Linked DNA regions of Zea mays: all the other regions are linked to region 3. The links are chromatin contacts, called in public Hi-C maps. All regions are on one chromosome and are shown on one strand. The core of a region is the stretch at or near the end of the contact, and the rest is flanking DNA. Distances in the headings are between cores, read along the strand shown.

Region 1 (3,011 bases), core at 116-2,615, 150 kb before region 3:
AGCTTCAAGACACCCATGGCACGATGCCGTCCCGACAATTAATTCTTGAAATATTATTGCCGGCTTATCTTAAAAAAAAACAATTGTCTAAACGAACAGATTAGTTGACCTTCTACACATATGTTATTATAAAATACAACGGGCCGGTGGTTAGTTCATTTCTTTTCTTTTCTCGTTGATGGTCTGCAACAGAGGCTGTACCAACTCACTGCAGGCACCCTAAAAAAATGAGTTGACCAAATAAAAGTCTAAAGGCAGTCGTGACGCCGTCCTGTACTGTAGGCTGTAGCGAACTCAAAGTTCAGATAGAAGCAAGATTCGAGTTGGTTTCCTCTAAAGAAACTACGGTACTCGTTGAGCTGTGCATCTACTTGCTAGTAAGCTTTAGGTTCATCCGGATCGCACTAGCAAAAAGTCAAAAACTACCCAGGTTCTACAATTTTTAAAGCATAGCGGACATAGGGTTAAACATAGAAGACGGAAAAACAGACAATTCAAGTATCCATCCGTTCAGGCCTCCATTTGTCAACCACATAGGCAGGACATGAGCCACATTTGAACAACCGTACTCCCGTTTGGAATTCTGTAATGGATCGGCCGACCGAAACGCATGGACAAAGAATCTGAACATTATCCTGTTATAGAGCTAGCTTAATTAATTTCGTTTACTTGAGCAGGTCGCAGGGAATTAATTATCCTGTAATACTATGTAAAAGTCTGATTTAAAAAAACCTATATCTTTGCTCAATTTGGATGACGGTATTGAAGGGTATAGAATTGAATTGGTGGTATTGAAATAAATAAGATACAATTTCAATTCTATTGTTCGGATGTCGAAGTATTGGAGTTTGAATTAGGTGGTCTAATTCCATGCAATACAGAGCGATGACACTCCGAATTGGGAGCGAGAGTTTCTAGTTATAGTGCAATACCGCAGAATTGACTCTCCGATTCTAAATCTTAATTCCATGTGCAATCAAACAACAGAATTTAGAAAAACTGATTTAAATTCTCAATTATGTACACCAATATATGCATCCAAACGAGTAAGCTGCCTTGTTTATACTCCTGCCGTTCTTAATTCTATGGAAAAGTTTAGTCAAACGAAACAACATTAAATAAAAAACTAATAGCCGCAAAAGTAACTTACTCTGCGTTAAAAAAAAGTAACTTACTCTTAAAGTAAAAAAAACGAAGCGCTCATAAATATCAAAACTTGATTTTTATTGCCCAGATTAATGCTAAGTACCGGAGTTACGAAAAAAATATGTTTGTAACCGAAGCCGAATATATAAAAGTGCTGCCAGTACATCCAGCATGTATGTCCAGGAAAATTATACCATGTCATATGTTATGCACAGATATTTTAGTATTCCGTTTCAGGTACATATTATTGTACAGTCCAGTGCGGGAGTAAATATGAATTCTGGTCGGCTCTGGGTTGATAGATACAGCAACAACTAAACAAAACACAGAAGCGATCCAAGCGCTGTCAAGGACCGAGAAAAGCTAGTGACAGAGGGGGATCTTCTTTAGCTCTTTGCCACCCGAGCGAGCGGCCAGGCCTCTCTCTCCCGGCTCCCGCCTCCTTCGAGGCCTCGACGCCTATAAAAAGGTGTCGCCGGGCTTCCCAGTCCCCCGCGCCGCGCGGTTCTCGACTCCACCAACCAAGCATCCCAGCTTCCAAAGGGGAGACAAGCCGAGAAGCGCTCCCTCATCTCCCCCCCACAACAGGAACTACGTACGATCTCGTAAATTGCCTTGGAGTTTACCTGCGCCCGTGCGCCGCAAAGGCCATTCACTCCCTTGGCCTCCTCGCGACACACGCGCGCAGAGCAGAGCAGAGCAGTTTCTCTGTTTCTCCAGCAGCCATGACGTCGTGCGCGGGAGACGCCACGGTGGCGTGCCGGGACGATGCGCGACGGCTCGGGGACGCGGCCTGCGTCATCGTCTACCCATTGCTCGACAAGGCTGCGGAGGTCCACATCCCGGTGGCTGGAGACGAGGCGCCGGCCGTGCCCGTGCCCGTGCTCACGAGCAAGTCGCCCGGGCGGCTCGCCACCGCGGTGAGGGAGGCTCTGTCCGTATCCCTGGGCGTGGCGTTCCCGACGACGCCGTTGGTGTCGTCCAGCGAGGCGCGTGGAGAGGCGCGGTCGATTCTGGGCCTCGCGCTCCCGATGATCCTGACGGGCCTCCTGCTGTACCTCCGCTCCATGATCTCGATGCTCTTCCTCGGTCGCCTCGGCGGGCTGGCCCTCGCTGGCGGGTCGCTCGCCATCGGCTTTGCCAACATCACGGGGTACTCCGTGCTCTCCGGCCTCGCCATGGGCATGGAGCCCATATGCGGCCAGGCATTCGGCGCGGGCAACTTCCCGCTCCTCGGAGTCACCACGCAGAGGACGGTGCTGCTGCTCGTCGCGGCGGCCGTTCCCATCGGTGGCCTGTGGATGCACATGCGGCCTCTCCTCCTCCTGTGCGGCCAGGACACGGGCATCGCGTCGGTCGCCGAGACCTACATTCTGGCCTCGCTCCCGGACCTCGTCCTCCAGGCGTTCATCCACCCCGTGCGGATATACCTCCGGGCGCAGTCCATCAACCTGCCGCTCACGGTCTGCGCCGCGCTAGCCATTGCCATACACCTCCCCGTCAACTACGTCCTCGTCACCGTCCTCGGCCTCGGCATCAGGGGGGTGGCGTTCGCCTCCGTGCTTGCGAACCTGAACCTCCTCCTCTTCCTCCTCGCCTACATCCTCTTCAGGGGCGTCCACAGGCGCACCGGCGGCTTCGTGCTCTCCCGCGAGAGCTTCCGGGGCTGGGGCGAGCTCGTCAGCCTCGCGCTGCCGAGCTGCGTGAGCGTCTGCCTCGAGTGGTGGTGGTACGAGATCATGATCCTGCTGTGCGGCCTGCTGCTGAACCCGCAGGCCACGGTGGCGTCCATGGGCATCCTGATCCAGACCACGTCGCTCATCTACATCTTCCCCTCCTCCCTCAGCTTCGGCGTGTCCACCCGC
Region 2 (3,507 bases), core at 86-2,585, 210 kb after region 3:
TAAGGATCACGAGAAGATCCGAGGGGAGGAATCTCCTTGCTATTCAAATTTGAATAGGAAGGGTATTCCTTCCCATAGATCCCCTCGTGATTTATGGTCACCAAATCAGCCCACAAAAGTCTTTAAAAGGCTAAATAGAAAAAATATAAGAGGCAGTTTCTTAATGAAGTGTGTGTCTTTATATGACTTGTCTATTAAGATGTTATATCATGCAATATTTTAGTTGTCTCTTATACATCGAACATTAATCTAGAAACTCGATTGTATATAGCTTTAAAGGCTTATTCGGTTAGAAGTGAATCAAAGAAAATTAATCATGTACTTGTTAAAATTAAATACAAAATGATTTAATCCCTTTAATCTTCTCTAATTTTTGTACAAGGCCTATTACCTTTGGGATTCAATAAATGAGCTAACAATCAGTAGATCGCAAGTCTGAATGTGTGATAACGATGGATCCTTTCCAAGCTCGTGAGATAGACTAAATTGATTTCAGAATATCCGGATGATGTTTACATGGAAGATTACATTTGCACGCCTCCGTTTTTTTGGCTTTTGTCGTGTTGTTTAAAAAAATTCTTTCAGTTGTGTTTCTAGTCTGCCTCATCTAAAATTCTCTAGATGGACTTTAATCCGTCGAACTGTTGCCACATGCTGCCAGGCTCTTGTAAAATGCAGTAGCTCTTTGTTCTTGTTGTATATCTAGCGGTATCTTTTATATTCTTTCTCTACATCTATATTTTATAATTTTCTTTTAAGAAAACTTCTTAATCTCTATTTAATTTCTCTTCAATAGTGTCATCTATATGTTATCCCCTTCCCCTACACGTTAACATTAGGGACACATTTTACTCCAGTTTTTTTTCTACTTACGTATTTGTTGTATCCTTAAATATTGTATACATACTTTAATTTTGTTTAATCCATTGTCTAAAGTATAAAATTAATAGAGAAAATGAGAGAGAGCCTTTATATAGAGAGAATAAAATAAAAGAGTATAAGATCTTAAAAAGGCATTATTATCAGATATTATAAAGAAAATGGTTTTCTCTATACTTAAGATAGAGAAGCATATAGGCCCTCGTGTTTCAGAATTCATAGACGAGAAAAGAAACTAATTCGAACAAGAGCTCTGTTGACCACATGATCCTGTAAGGGTTCCAGTCTTCTGCAGAGTATATATATGGAGATATTATCATTGCTGTCGTCGCTGTCGTGGCAACCCCTCAGCAAAGTAGCTGATGTTCATAATAAAAAAGCAAATAACAACGACAGTTTGACGCAGCGTGATGGCGTCTCCAATCTTAATCCATCCGATCCTTGCCCTGTCCTGTGCTCTCAAATCTTCAATCCATTCGGAAAGGTTCATCCACCTTCAGGCAGAGCACAGTCCTCACTCCTCAGTCTACACTCCACACTCCACACTCCACACGCAAGCACGCACGGCGGGCGGCGGTCGCCCACCTGGACCTGGTACCGGAACACCAGAGCTCAAGGTCGGCCATGGATTCGCCACTGCTGAGCACACCCGCTCTGCTGGCGCTGTCCCTGCTCCTTCTAGCGCTCTACATCGCTCGCCGGCGCCGCGGCGGTGGCAAGAACCGGAACTACCCTCCCGTGGCGGGCACCGTGTTCCACCAGCTGCTCCACTTCAGGCGGCTGATGGAGTACCAGACGGAGCTCGCCCACAGGTACCGCACGTTCCGCATGCTCACCCCGACCTGCAACTACGTGTACACCGTGGAGCCCGCCAACGTGGAGTACATCCTCAAGACCAACTTCGGCAACTACGGCAAGGGGGCGATGATCCACGACGTGATGGAGGACCTCCTCGGCGACGGCATCTTCAACGTGGACGGCGCCAGGTGGCGGCACCAGCGGAAGGTGGCGAGCCACGAGTTCTCCACGCGGGTGCTGCGCGACTACAGCAGCGGCGTGTTCCGCGACACGGCCGCGGAGCTCGCTGGGATCGTTGCGGTGGCGGCGCGGGGCGCCGGGCCCGGGGAGAGGCCGCTGGACGTCGCGGACCTCCTGATGCGGTCGACGCTGGACTCCATGTTCAAGGTCGGGTTCGGGGTCGACCTGGGCTCGCTGTCCGGCTGCGGCGACGACGAGGGCGCGGCGGCGTTCGCCAGGGCGTTCGACGACGCCAGCGAGCAGGTCCTGTACCGCTTCTTCGACCCGTCCTGGAAGGTCAAGAGGCTCCTCGGTGTCTCGTCGGAGGGGGCCATGAAGGGGTCGATCCGCACCATCGATCAATTCGTGTACGGCGTCATCGACAGGAAGATCAAGCAGATGGGCAGGGACCAAGAATTCGTGAGCGAGCTCTCTGCAGCTGCCTCGCCCGTTTGGATGCACATGCATTCACGGGCGCTCGATTGGCGCTCCGGCCATTTCTTCTTTTTACTGACACACACGGACGGTGGTGTTTGTCTTTGGCAGGCCAAGAAAGAGGACATCTTGTCAAGGTTCCTGATGGAGCGGGAGAGCGACCCCGGCTGCTTCGACAACAAGTACCTGCGGGACATCATCCTCAACTTCGTGATCGCCGGCCGCGACACCACGGCGGGCACCCTGTCGTGGTTCCTCTACGTGCTCTGCAGGAACCAGCACGTCCAGGACAGGGTCGCGCGGGAGGTGCGTGCCGCCGCCACGGGCGACCGCGACGACGTCGGCGTGCAGGAGTTCGTCACGTGCTTAACCGAGGACGCCATCAGCAGGATGCGGTACCTGCACGCGGTGCTTACCGAGACGCTCCGGCTGTACCCGGCTGTGCCCATCGTAAGTTAACCCGAACATGCACGCCGTGTGCTGTTTTCTGTCATTATCCGTGTCACGGTCACGGTCGCTGATTTTATACCAAATCAAAAAAAAATCTAAATGCAGGATGTGAAGTATTGCTTTTCGGATGACACGTTACCGGACGGCTACGCTGTCAAGAAAGGTGACATGGTGAACTACCAGCCGTACCAAATGGGCAGGATGAAGTTCCTGTGGGGCGCGGACGCCGAGGAGTTCAGGCCAGAGAGGTGGATCAACGACGACGGCGTGTTCGTCAACGAGAGCCCCTTCAAGTTCACGGCTTTCCAGGTTGGTTGTGAACAATCAATCTCCTCGGCACTTGCAGTGTTCTTCCTTGACCAGATTCAGCATGTGACGTGTTTGGCCTCTTGTGTGGTGCACGTGCACAGGCGGGGCCTCGCGTCTGCTTGGGAAAGGAGTTCGCGTACAGGCAGATGAAGATCTTCGCAGCGGTGCTGGTCTACGCCTTCAGGTTTGAGATGTGGGAAGCCAATGCTACCATGGGCTACCGGCCCATGCTCACGCTCAAAATGGACGGCCCGCTGTATGTTCGGGCATCGCTCCGGCAATGAGGTGTGGGCGACTGGGCGGCGGCCACGAAGTCAAAATACGTTGCGTACTGTTATGATACTATCTTAGATATTAAACTTGTTAAAATAAATATTTTATTTTATCTTAGCTAAAAGACTGAAAATAATACGAGTT
Region 3 (3,376 bases), core at 481-2,980:
TACTGCCACCCGTCCAATAATCTGTACTAGTAGGCTATATGGGCCAAGCGTGCCTGGACAACCAACTAGGCTATATGGGCCAAGCGTGGACTCTAGCTCTAAGGCAAAGAAACACAAATAGGCCCACTTTTATGGGCCGGTGCATGAACACGTAGTTGGATCCTTTTCTGCTACGCAGTTCAGTTTGGCGACTGCAATTTACCACCGGGCAAGAAAGCAGTTTTGTGAGCTGCCACAGCGACGTTCTCCTTAAGCTTGCCAGCCTGAACCACAGAATATTAATTTCTTGCGGGCGCCCAGATTTCGCCGCAAATCCTGTGGTAATCGCTGGCCCAAACAGAGCCTCTGTTGCAGCTGATTAATCATCGTCTTTGTGTTTGTGGGGGCTCCTTTTCGGCCGGCTCATGAAACGTCCAGATCCACCTGTTTCTTGTTGAGAGTTGGGTGAGAGGCCGTCCGGATACAGCAATACAGGCTACCGGCATCTGAAGCTCTGAATCCCTGAGAAGAAGTACAAGTCGCGGTTTGTTCAGGTTTAGGTTCCGGCCGGGGATGTGCGTTCTATTCTAACCTACCTACCCGTAACGTATACGCGGTGCAGGGAGCCGCGAGCGCTGAGCGCATCACTGGACTCCAGCTCCACACGTTGCTGTCAGCCAAGCCTCGGCATCGGTACTCACTGTCGACGCTGACCGGAGCGCGGACCTCGCCGAGACGCACGCCGAGAGTGCGGACGGCGGGCACGGCGCCGATCCCTGCCTGTCGTCCACATCATGTCGCATCGCGTCCGGTGTCTCTCTGGCTATCTCCCATAGTCCCATGCCATGCCATGCGAATGCCATGCCGTCTCGGAGGGTTTGGGCCAAGCCAACAGCGATTTGTTTGTTCTCCAGCGCTGCATCTGCATTGACCGAGGCCACGACACGCCAAGCCAACAAGGGGGCGAAAACAACTGGAAGCTGACGCCAGGAAACGCTGCAAAGAATAAGGATTATTAGGTGAACTGAACTGTTGCCGTGGGCGCGAGGCGCATCAGAAACGTGCTTGGCCACACGAGTTGGCTCGATGCCGGTTGGCTCCCAGTCCCACCCATCGCCCGACGGATGCCCGGGATGCCTTGCCAATTCTGGCCACGATTTGGGTAGATTCTTGCACGGCGCTCGTCAAGGGAGAGGAGACGGAGACGGGGCCGCCTGGGCTCGCGTGTAAAGACGGCCACACAAACTGTTCGCAACCGCCACACGTGTGTGTGAGACTACGAGAATACGTACAGAACCTAACCGAATGGTACGCTGAGTGCTTGTGCTGTGTTTAGGTCCCCTACCCCCCCCCCCCCCCCCCCCCCCCCCCCCCACCCCCTTTGCCCCAAACCTAAATACTCCCCCTCCCACGTCGCACGGCCAGCGGACACCGCGGCGTCCACTTAATACTGTTGAACTATACTTCGGTATCAAGCAAAGGAGAAAAATTCAGCACTACACTCATCATGCATAGTAGATCATTTGCAATCGGCCGTTGCCGACTCTTTCAACTGCTGCATTGAACATGTTCTGTTCCTAGTAACCATTGAACAACCTTGTACTTGGAACGGACGTGACTATTCATCCCGTCGTCTCTGCCCCCCGCAGCAATTAGCACACGGTACCGTACTACTCGCTCGGGGCCTAACCGTCCTAGTACACCATTCTATCTCTGCCTGCGCGCGTTAGGCTCGTGTGGGGGCGGGGCTCCCACGTTCAACGAACCGCCACCGAAAGTCCGCCAATCCAAACCGCCACGTCCGTGCCCAGAACCAGAAGCCACACACCGCTCTCTTCTTCTGTCTGCGCTCGATAAATCAATCCCTCGCCGGCGGCTCGCCCCCCGAAGCCAAGCGCAACTTCCAAAGTCCAAAGCAGGCAGGAAGGCGCCCCTGTATGGCCGAGGCGGAGGCGAGCAGCAGGCGGCGCCGCTGCGGCGGCGCGGCGGAGCTGTGCGCGACGGCCGCGCGGCTCGCGGACGCGGCCTCGTGGTGGTGCGCGGTGGCGCTCGTGGCGCTCGTGCTGCTGGGCGCGCTCCGCGCCGAGACCGACGGCGTCGGCGACGGCGACGGCGGCGGCGCCTACCGTGCGCTCCGGGGCCCGCGCCTGGGCGGCCCCGCGGCGCGGCCGTGCGAGGAGGTGTACGTGGTCGGGGAAGGCGAGACGCTGCACAGCATCAGCGACCGGTGCGGGGACCCCTTCATCGTGGAGCGCAACCCGCACATACACGACCCCGACGACGTCTTCCCGGGGCTCGTCATCGCGCTCTGCCCCACCAGGAACACCTAGCCAGCGCCGCTCTCTGCTCTTCACAGCCGACGCTCGTGGGTCGGGGCGCCGCCGCGTGTTCTGTTTCTGCTGCACTGCACTGCACCTGCTGCTGCACTGCATGCACGGGTAGCGTAGCGCGCGCCACGCCACGCCAGAGATGGACATGGACGCAAAAGGGTCCTTGCGTTCTTCGTTTCCTTCGGTCCTTTTTTTTTTGGTTTTACACTTTGCTCCAAAACTGGTCCTTGCGATCTTGACAACCTTCTTGGAGATGGGAAAAAGATAAGCTGTGCATAATACTAACTTGTTAAGAAAGTATACTTTCCGTACTCTCCCTTGCTGTGCAGTTCACGCATTCTCTTTTTGTGTGCCGAGTTTTGCTCGGGCTTTAGGATTTGGATATCGATGCAACGAGGTTTAGTAATCATGCATGCCGTTGGCCAAAAATCTGGGCACACTCGTGCGGTGCCTTTCCCTTCTGAGACCATCAACTATTCCAGCTAATCCATATTAAATGAACAGGACCTTACTAGTGGTTAGTTTCAAACCTGGGGAAATCGTATGTGCACCTTTATGTATCATCAAGGTGACAAGTGCTTTTCGTGTGACCAAGAATGGCTTACTGCTTTGTAGCAATAGAGATGGCCTAAACCTGATGAGTTTTTACCTACTAAGGTAAGGATAGGGCTCAATTTTTGAGCCTTCTCGGTCCGACGGAAGCATGAGAGACTCCGGCCGGAATGATGGACTCAGGCCGGATCGGACCAAACCGACCAAATTTTCAGCACTAAATATGGGTTCGAGAGTGTAGTATCTAAACTCGTAAATGCGTGATTTTGCATGGGCTTATCTATTGCATGGGCCGAACTGCCAAACTGCTCTGCTCACTACTGCTTGTGACTGGTATAATAGGGCTGGTACAAGTCCCATGAAGCATCACATAGATGTCTGTCCAAAACTTGTGCCATCAGAGAAAAAGGAAGGGCTAACGGGGTGGGTATTCCTACTTTTGATTTTGATCAACAGCGAAGCCGTGATATGATTTCTCCAGAACGATTCTGTGGCTACCCATTTTACATGGCTGA

The links. Hi-C and Micro-C count contacts between places; a contact is called where the count stands out from the background.
Region 1: a Hi-C map of endosperm shows a contact between it and region 3, with 5 times the contacts expected there. The contact joins the promoter of LOC103641952 here to the promoter of LOC100382217 in region 3. A contact is called at or near these places in 6 of 25 Hi-C or Micro-C datasets (bundle sheath, ear, endosperm and 2 more).
Region 2: a contact with region 3 is called in a Hi-C map of ear, with 2.0 times the contacts expected there. The contact joins the promoter of LOC100275552 here to the promoter of LOC100382217 in region 3. A contact is called at or near these places in 2 of 25 Hi-C or Micro-C datasets (bundle sheath and ear).

What each region holds. Positions count from the first base shown.
Region 1 is chr10:139,266,885-139,269,895 of Zm-B73-REFERENCE-NAM-5.0, reverse strand. LOC103641952 (protein DETOXIFICATION 49) reads left to right here and starts at 1,365. Exons shown (of 1, transcript XM_008665251.2): 1 at 1,365-3,011. The coding sequence starts at 1,872.
Region 2 is chr10:138,914,242-138,917,748 of Zm-B73-REFERENCE-NAM-5.0, reverse strand. LOC100275552 (putative cytochrome P450 superfamily protein) reads left to right here and starts at 1,335. Exons shown (of 3, transcript NM_001149607.2): 1 at 1,335-2,781; 2 at 2,887-3,090; 3 at 3,192-3,507. The coding sequence starts at 1,504. The coding sequence ends at 3,374.
Region 3 is chr10:139,120,531-139,123,906 of Zm-B73-REFERENCE-NAM-5.0, reverse strand. It overlaps LOC100382217 (peptidoglycan-binding LysM domain-containing protein), which reads left to right and starts at 1,730. Exons shown (of 1, transcript NM_001174974.2): 1 at 1,730-2,603. The coding sequence starts at 1,917. The coding sequence ends at 2,309.